Linked DNA regions of Sus scrofa: region 2 is linked to region 1. A link is a contact called in public promoter capture Hi-C data. All regions are on one chromosome and are shown on one strand. Each heading gives the region's core, a stretch centred on a gene start, on an enhancer-like site or on the middle of the called end of the contact. The rest is flanking DNA. Distances are from core to core; before and after follow the strand shown.

Region 1 (2,798 bases), core at 78-2,577:
ACTCTTACTGATGTTGATGATCAACCGGAAGCTTGAAGAAAGGGAGACCATCCCTGTCTTACCAGTAGCAGAGGGAACTTGTCCCGGAGAGACGAGGCCCTGGGGGCTCCAGAAACTTCCTTTGCTAGATGGTGTTGGCTCTATCTCCACGCTTGAAAAGAGGGAGCTTCTTCTATCTCTATCCCAGGTCTGCAGAATTGCCGGTGTGCTGATGAGACAGGACAGTCTAAGCCAGTGTGGGCCAGCTTGGCCTCTTTCCATGAAGGGCTTGTCATGCTCTGGTGCTTAATTGCACCTGCTAATGGACTCCCTGGAGAGTGACCAACAGCTTCACTGGAGGAGGGAGCAAGGGGCCGGCAGCAGCAGGCAGGCAGGTCAGGTCTGCCCGTTGGCAGGACTGTGCAGTCCCAGGCCATTTCCCACTGGAACACCCTCTCATCCCCCGGAAGCCCCTGACTCTCCAGCTTGCAGGAGCAGTGAAGGGGGATGCTGGGCAGCAGGAAGCTCACTTAGCAGCCTGAATTTAGAAGTAGAAGCCAACGGGCCAAGGCAGCCACAGCCCTGAGAAGGAAGTGGCAGCTGCGAAGCGGCCAAACCCAGAGTGGTACCCAGTCCTTCTGGTTCTAAGTCCCCAAGTTCTTCCCATGGCATCAGGGACCTCTACCTCTTCTCGAGAGGACACATCTTAGAGCTTCACGTGGCACCTTCCCTCTTCCCCGACTCTGAGCGCTGTGATGTCTCACCCAGGCTGAAGCATGATCACATCACAATGTAAGGCGCAAGAACACAAACCCTAAAACTAAAGTAAACGGACAGGTTGCATATCATCAGCAGAATACGGTAACTAAAGTTCCGCGTGTCTAGTGGAATGGAAGAGGAGGTTTTGCAGAAAGTCGATTGCTCTGGTGGGATGACAGCCATGGTTAAGGTTTTTTGGCACCTGTTGCCTTAAACTGCACACCAGCTGCTCTGTTGGAATAACTGCAAACCCTTGGTGTGATGGTATCACATGGCCTTCACCCAGAACGAACACCTTGTTTCCATACTGCCTCTGCCTCCCTTCTTTGCTAGTTCGTTTATGCCAATTCAAGTGCAGCCGGGCATTCCTAAGTGTCAAGGGAAGCCTCTAAGGGCAGGCCCCAGTTATACGTGTCATCAGGAGATTCGGAATAAGCTTATACTTTAAACAAAAACAATCTGGGGAAAAGCTCTCCATGCAAAGCTTGTGGATCCCCTAGAATAGTCCACTGGTGGCCCTTTGGTCTGGGGCTTTGAGGAAGGAAAAACAAGCCCCCGGTGAGAGGGGCAGATGGGGACTTTGCTCCACACTGCCCCCTCGTGGTGGGCTCTTCTCTACGCCTTGCCTAGCATCTTCACCTGCCCAGTCTATTTCTAGAGAGGAGGGTCCCTACCTGAAACGGAAAAGGAGAGAAAGGACAATGACAGGGGATGCTAGCATGTTGGCTGAATTGAGGGTCCTAGGCCACAGAATAGGCATGAGGACTGGGATAACCTAGGTCATGGTTAAGTCTGAGCTCTTTCTCGCCCAGGACCCCTCCTTCCTTGCTTCCCACAGCCACTGCTAAGGGTAGCATGGTGCTGGTTGAAAAGTGGCACCATGTCTGTTCTTGAGGAAGAGTCTGAGACCCTGGGAGGGGGATGTGGTACCCCCTGGAGAAGGAGATGGGATGGAAGGGAAGTGACTCCAGAGGCAGAAACAGCAAGTGGTGCCAGCCTAGCAGCGGGGAGGGTGGCCTCCTGGCTTGCTCTGGCTCCTCTTGGGCCCCACTAGCCTACACCTCCCAGCTCTCTGGAGCAGGGTTTGGACCACGAGGCCATCTGGAGCGCTCCGGGCTCTCCAGCCCTGTGTCTGTCCATGTTAAAGCGTTGGCACCTGTCCGCTTCACTATCCTGTCTCCTCTCGAGAGGTCAGGGTGCTCCCCATTTGTGCAGCCCCAGCGAAAATGCCCTGGAATCACACAGACCAACACTCAGATCCCAGTTCTGTCATTTACCGATCGAGCCAAACTTCTCAAGGCCCATGAGCCTCAGTTCTCTCACCTGTCAAATGGGAATGATGGTGCCATTCGCTCAGTCCTGTATGAGAACTTAACAGGATAATGTCTCTTGGACTCACAGCTCCGTGCCTGGCACATGTGATGCTTGGTGACTTAAGGCCCCTATACCCTCCCAGCTGTGAGATGAATACTTTTGAAGCCCTCATGGATGTTTAGAAGCTCTGACTCCAGCGCTAAGCCCTTGTAGCCTTGGCCACACTGGTGGCTCCATGACCTGACCACTGTGGTCATCCACTGGCTGTACCATTGGGGTCACTGAAGATGCTGTCACTCATCCCCAAACAAGGACAAGCCTGGGTTTTGTACCATGATTTTCATTGTTCTCCCCAAAGGACGTTCCCACGCCATGAGTTTCTTGTGCAAGCATCCTTTTTGGCCCCTCCTGGGTATGTGTTGTGCTCTGGCCTGGAGTTGTGGTGAAGCCAAAAGCTATTCTGAGATTTTCTGTAGTCTCAACAGCTATTTCAGGCTGCAGCTTGGATATGGGGAGAGAACCCAGCACTCTCTTTCTGTGTCTTGGCCACAAATTCCAAGACTGGTCCTTTTGTGTTCCCGACACCCTCAGACCTGGACGTGGTGACTGGAACCGGCTTGGATGGAGCAAGGTTGTGTGTGCATGTGCCACCCAGCCTGCAGCCGGAGGGAGAGGGTTCTGGAAGGGTTAGATCTGGGGGTTGAGACTGAGTGGAGGAGAGGCAGCCAGGGTGACATTCCTGCCCA
Region 2 (2,798 bases), core at 138-2,637, 66 kb before region 1:
GATTAGCATAAGCTCAATAAATGCAAGACCTACTATTTGATATAAAGAACATTTACCACACACTTTACACCAGGCACTGCGCTAATAACTTTCCATTTTCTTATTTGATACTTATATAACGCTACAAAGCTGTTCCGATTTTAGTCCCTCCGTACAGGTGAGGAAATGGAGATTTATGGAGGGTTGGTTAAGTTACTTGCCCAAGGCCTTACAGATAGTTAGGTAGTGAATAGAGATCCCAATCCAGGTTAATCTGAATTTAGAACCTGGACTCGAAACCACTTGCTACGGAGTGACGGGACAGCGTCCAAACCCCGCCTGCATGTTATGTAACAGACACGACTGAGCCCTGTGACATTCCGAGTACGAGTAAGAGTACGGCTGAAGCTGCCGCAGTTTGCAGGCTTGGCGATGGATTCCTCCAGGCCCTTAGTCCCACTAACTGCACACAGGTGGTAACCGCTCCAGAGAACCAACTGTGCTGGCCCTTTCCCCAATGACCTCCAGCCAATTTGCTTGGGGGATCAGGAAGGCTCGTCTGGCTCAGAAAACAAGTGTTCTCCCCGACTTCAAAACTCGAGTCCGGGGAGTTCCCGTCGTGGCGCAGTGGTTAACGCATCCGACTAGGAACCATGAGGTTGCGGGTTTGGTCCCTGCCCTTGCTCAGTGGGTTAACGATCCGGCGTTGCCGTGAGCTGTGGTGTAGGTTGCAGACGCGGCTCGGATCCTGCATTGCTGTGGCTCTGGCATAGGCGGGTGGCTACAGCTCCGATTAGACCCCTAGCCTGGGAACCTCCATATGCCGCAGGAGCGGCCCTAGAAATGGCAAAAAAAAAAAAAGAAAAAAGAAAAACTCGAGTCCGGGGTAGGCGTGGGGGCTTCACTCCCCACTACCGGAGAGGGAACTAAAGCTAAAATTCCCAGAGAAGTAAAAAAAACAGACCCGCGAGGGAGCGGAATAGAGCTGGAAAAAAACTTGGGCGCGGGGCAGTTGGGTGATAAGTTATGCGCTACCACCAGCAAAAGAGAAGGTAGTGGAAAGTCGAAAGGGAGTCTGAGTAACTCCGAAGTTAAGGGGGGGGTTGTCAACGCAGCCCCTCTCTATTGAGCCTGCGCAATGCTATCTCCTTTGGCACCCCGGCCCCTTCCCGCCGCCGAAGATTTACTCGTCTCTCGGCAACCATTCACCCGAGGAGCCAATCAGAGGGCACCTTTCGCCCTGCCCTCGTCGTCAGCGCCCCGGCGGAAGGATTTGGTGGGTGCCGGCTCCGCCCCGCCCCGCCCCTCGCTCCCCCGGGAGGGCAGGCTAAGGGGCGGGGGTGGGGGCGGTGGCGGCGGACGGGGGCGTGGTCAGGCCATATAAAAACGGAGGGGGCGGCGGCAGGACTGCTCACTCGGTACCGCTGCTTGGGGGCTGTAGTGACCGCGCCGCTCCTGCTGGGGGGCTGCCCACGCCAAGGACCTGCCTCTGTGGTCTCCTCCGCCGCCGCCGCCCAGGTGAGTCCACCAACCCCCTCCTTTAAAGGTGCGAGGATGCGCGGTCCCAGAATGCCGCGCGCCCTGCTCTCGGGGGGTCCGCTCCAGCCGAGAGGAGCCTAAGTCTTCGCCTAGCCCGGAGGGGACGCCGCGGCCCCGAGGTGAGGTGCGGACAGGTGCCGGGCCCCTGTGCCCCCTTCCCCCTCAGCTCCAGCGACGACACCCCCGTTATCCTGTCGCCCCCGAGGGCCAGGCGAGACGCTCCGAGAGGGAGCTACAACTTTCGAGAGACTTCGACCGGGCCTGGCAAACTTCGGCGAGTTCCTGCTCCGCGCGTCCCGCGGGCTCCGTGCTGGCCCGAGCCTGCCGAGCAGCTGAAGTGTATGTGACGGGGCCTTCAGCTCCTTCCCCGGGTCCGACGGCGGCCGCACCACTCCTCCCTTGCTTGCGGTCTCTCGGGCTCGTCCGGGCGCTCCGCGGGTGCGCACACCTTGGCCGGCCGGCCGAGCGCAAATTCGAATGCGGCGGCTCTGGAAGGTGCAGTTGGAGACAGCAGCGGTCGGGGGCTGTATCAGTCCGGGAAGGGGAGGACAGGGGTGGGACCCTCCCCCTGCTGGGTGCCAGCGCCAGGGTTTGAGGGAGAGGGCGGAGATCTCTAACTTCTCCTGCACTCGCACTAGACTGGGGACGCCGAGAGCAGCAAAGTGATCCAAGCGAGTGACGCGTGGGCTTTGCTTCTCTCGGGAAGACGGCGTCTGCGACCTGGTTCCTCCCCTTTTAGGAATGAAACTTGCTTAGCCTGTACGCGGAAAGCCACGGCCGTCCGTTGACTGGGCTAGCGGAGCCGCGGGCGGCTTAGGGGCACGGCTGTCCAGAGAGGTGTCACAGTTCAGATCGCGAAGGTGGGAGGGAGCCAGAGGAGGGTGACGAACCTGACGAGTGCAGGGTAGCAGCCTGTGCACCTAAACGCGGAACGCCTGCCCGAGAGAAACAAATCGGCGCTACCTCGAAGGAAGAGACGACTTCCGGGGAAGTGCCTGGCGAGTTTCTCTGGAGAACTCCGGTTCATCCAGGAGCACTAGAACCGATTGTTAGGGCAGGACCCTGTGGGGAGGATCTGTTCGGTCTCCTTGCAACCCCCCCCCCTTTTTTTTTGTCCAGAGGGAGGCTTCTGCAGGGCTGCCTAAATCGTTGTCTCAAATAGGAACCTGCTGCTTTTTTAACGTTTGTTGATTGCTTCTGGAGTTAGAATATGCAAACCGTGGAGTGCTTCAACTGCACTTTTAAACATCCAGCGTTTATAAAGACTAGGTAGCCAATTT

Evidence for each region. Promoter capture Hi-C pulls out the DNA fragments that hold promoters and counts their contacts.
Region 2: a promoter capture Hi-C map of fetal liver shows a contact between it and region 1, with 2.2 times the contacts expected there. The contact joins the promoter of FAM46C here to the enhancer-like site in region 1. A contact is called at or near these places in 1 of 5 promoter capture datasets (fetal liver) and 7 of 47 Hi-C or Micro-C datasets (embryonic fibroblasts, fetal heart ventricle, fetal liver and 2 more).

Annotation. Positions count from the first base shown.
Region 1 is chr4:103,087,025-103,089,822 of Sscrofa11.1, reverse strand. The region is part of intron 4 of LOC110260336 (a long non-coding RNA gene); the gene reads left to right. Among named protein-coding and RNA genes, the nearest start is that of FAM46C, 66 kb to the left of the region's middle. Within about 2 kb of position 1,327, at least 5 of the 83 cell types and tissues checked have an H3K27ac peak or open chromatin away from gene starts, as enhancers often do. A contact at or near this core is called in fetal liver, where this site is marked.
Region 2 is chr4:103,152,663-103,155,460 of Sscrofa11.1, reverse strand. It overlaps FAM46C (family with sequence similarity 46 member C), which reads left to right and starts at 1,387. Exons shown (of 2, transcript NM_001315609.1): 1 at 1,387-1,497.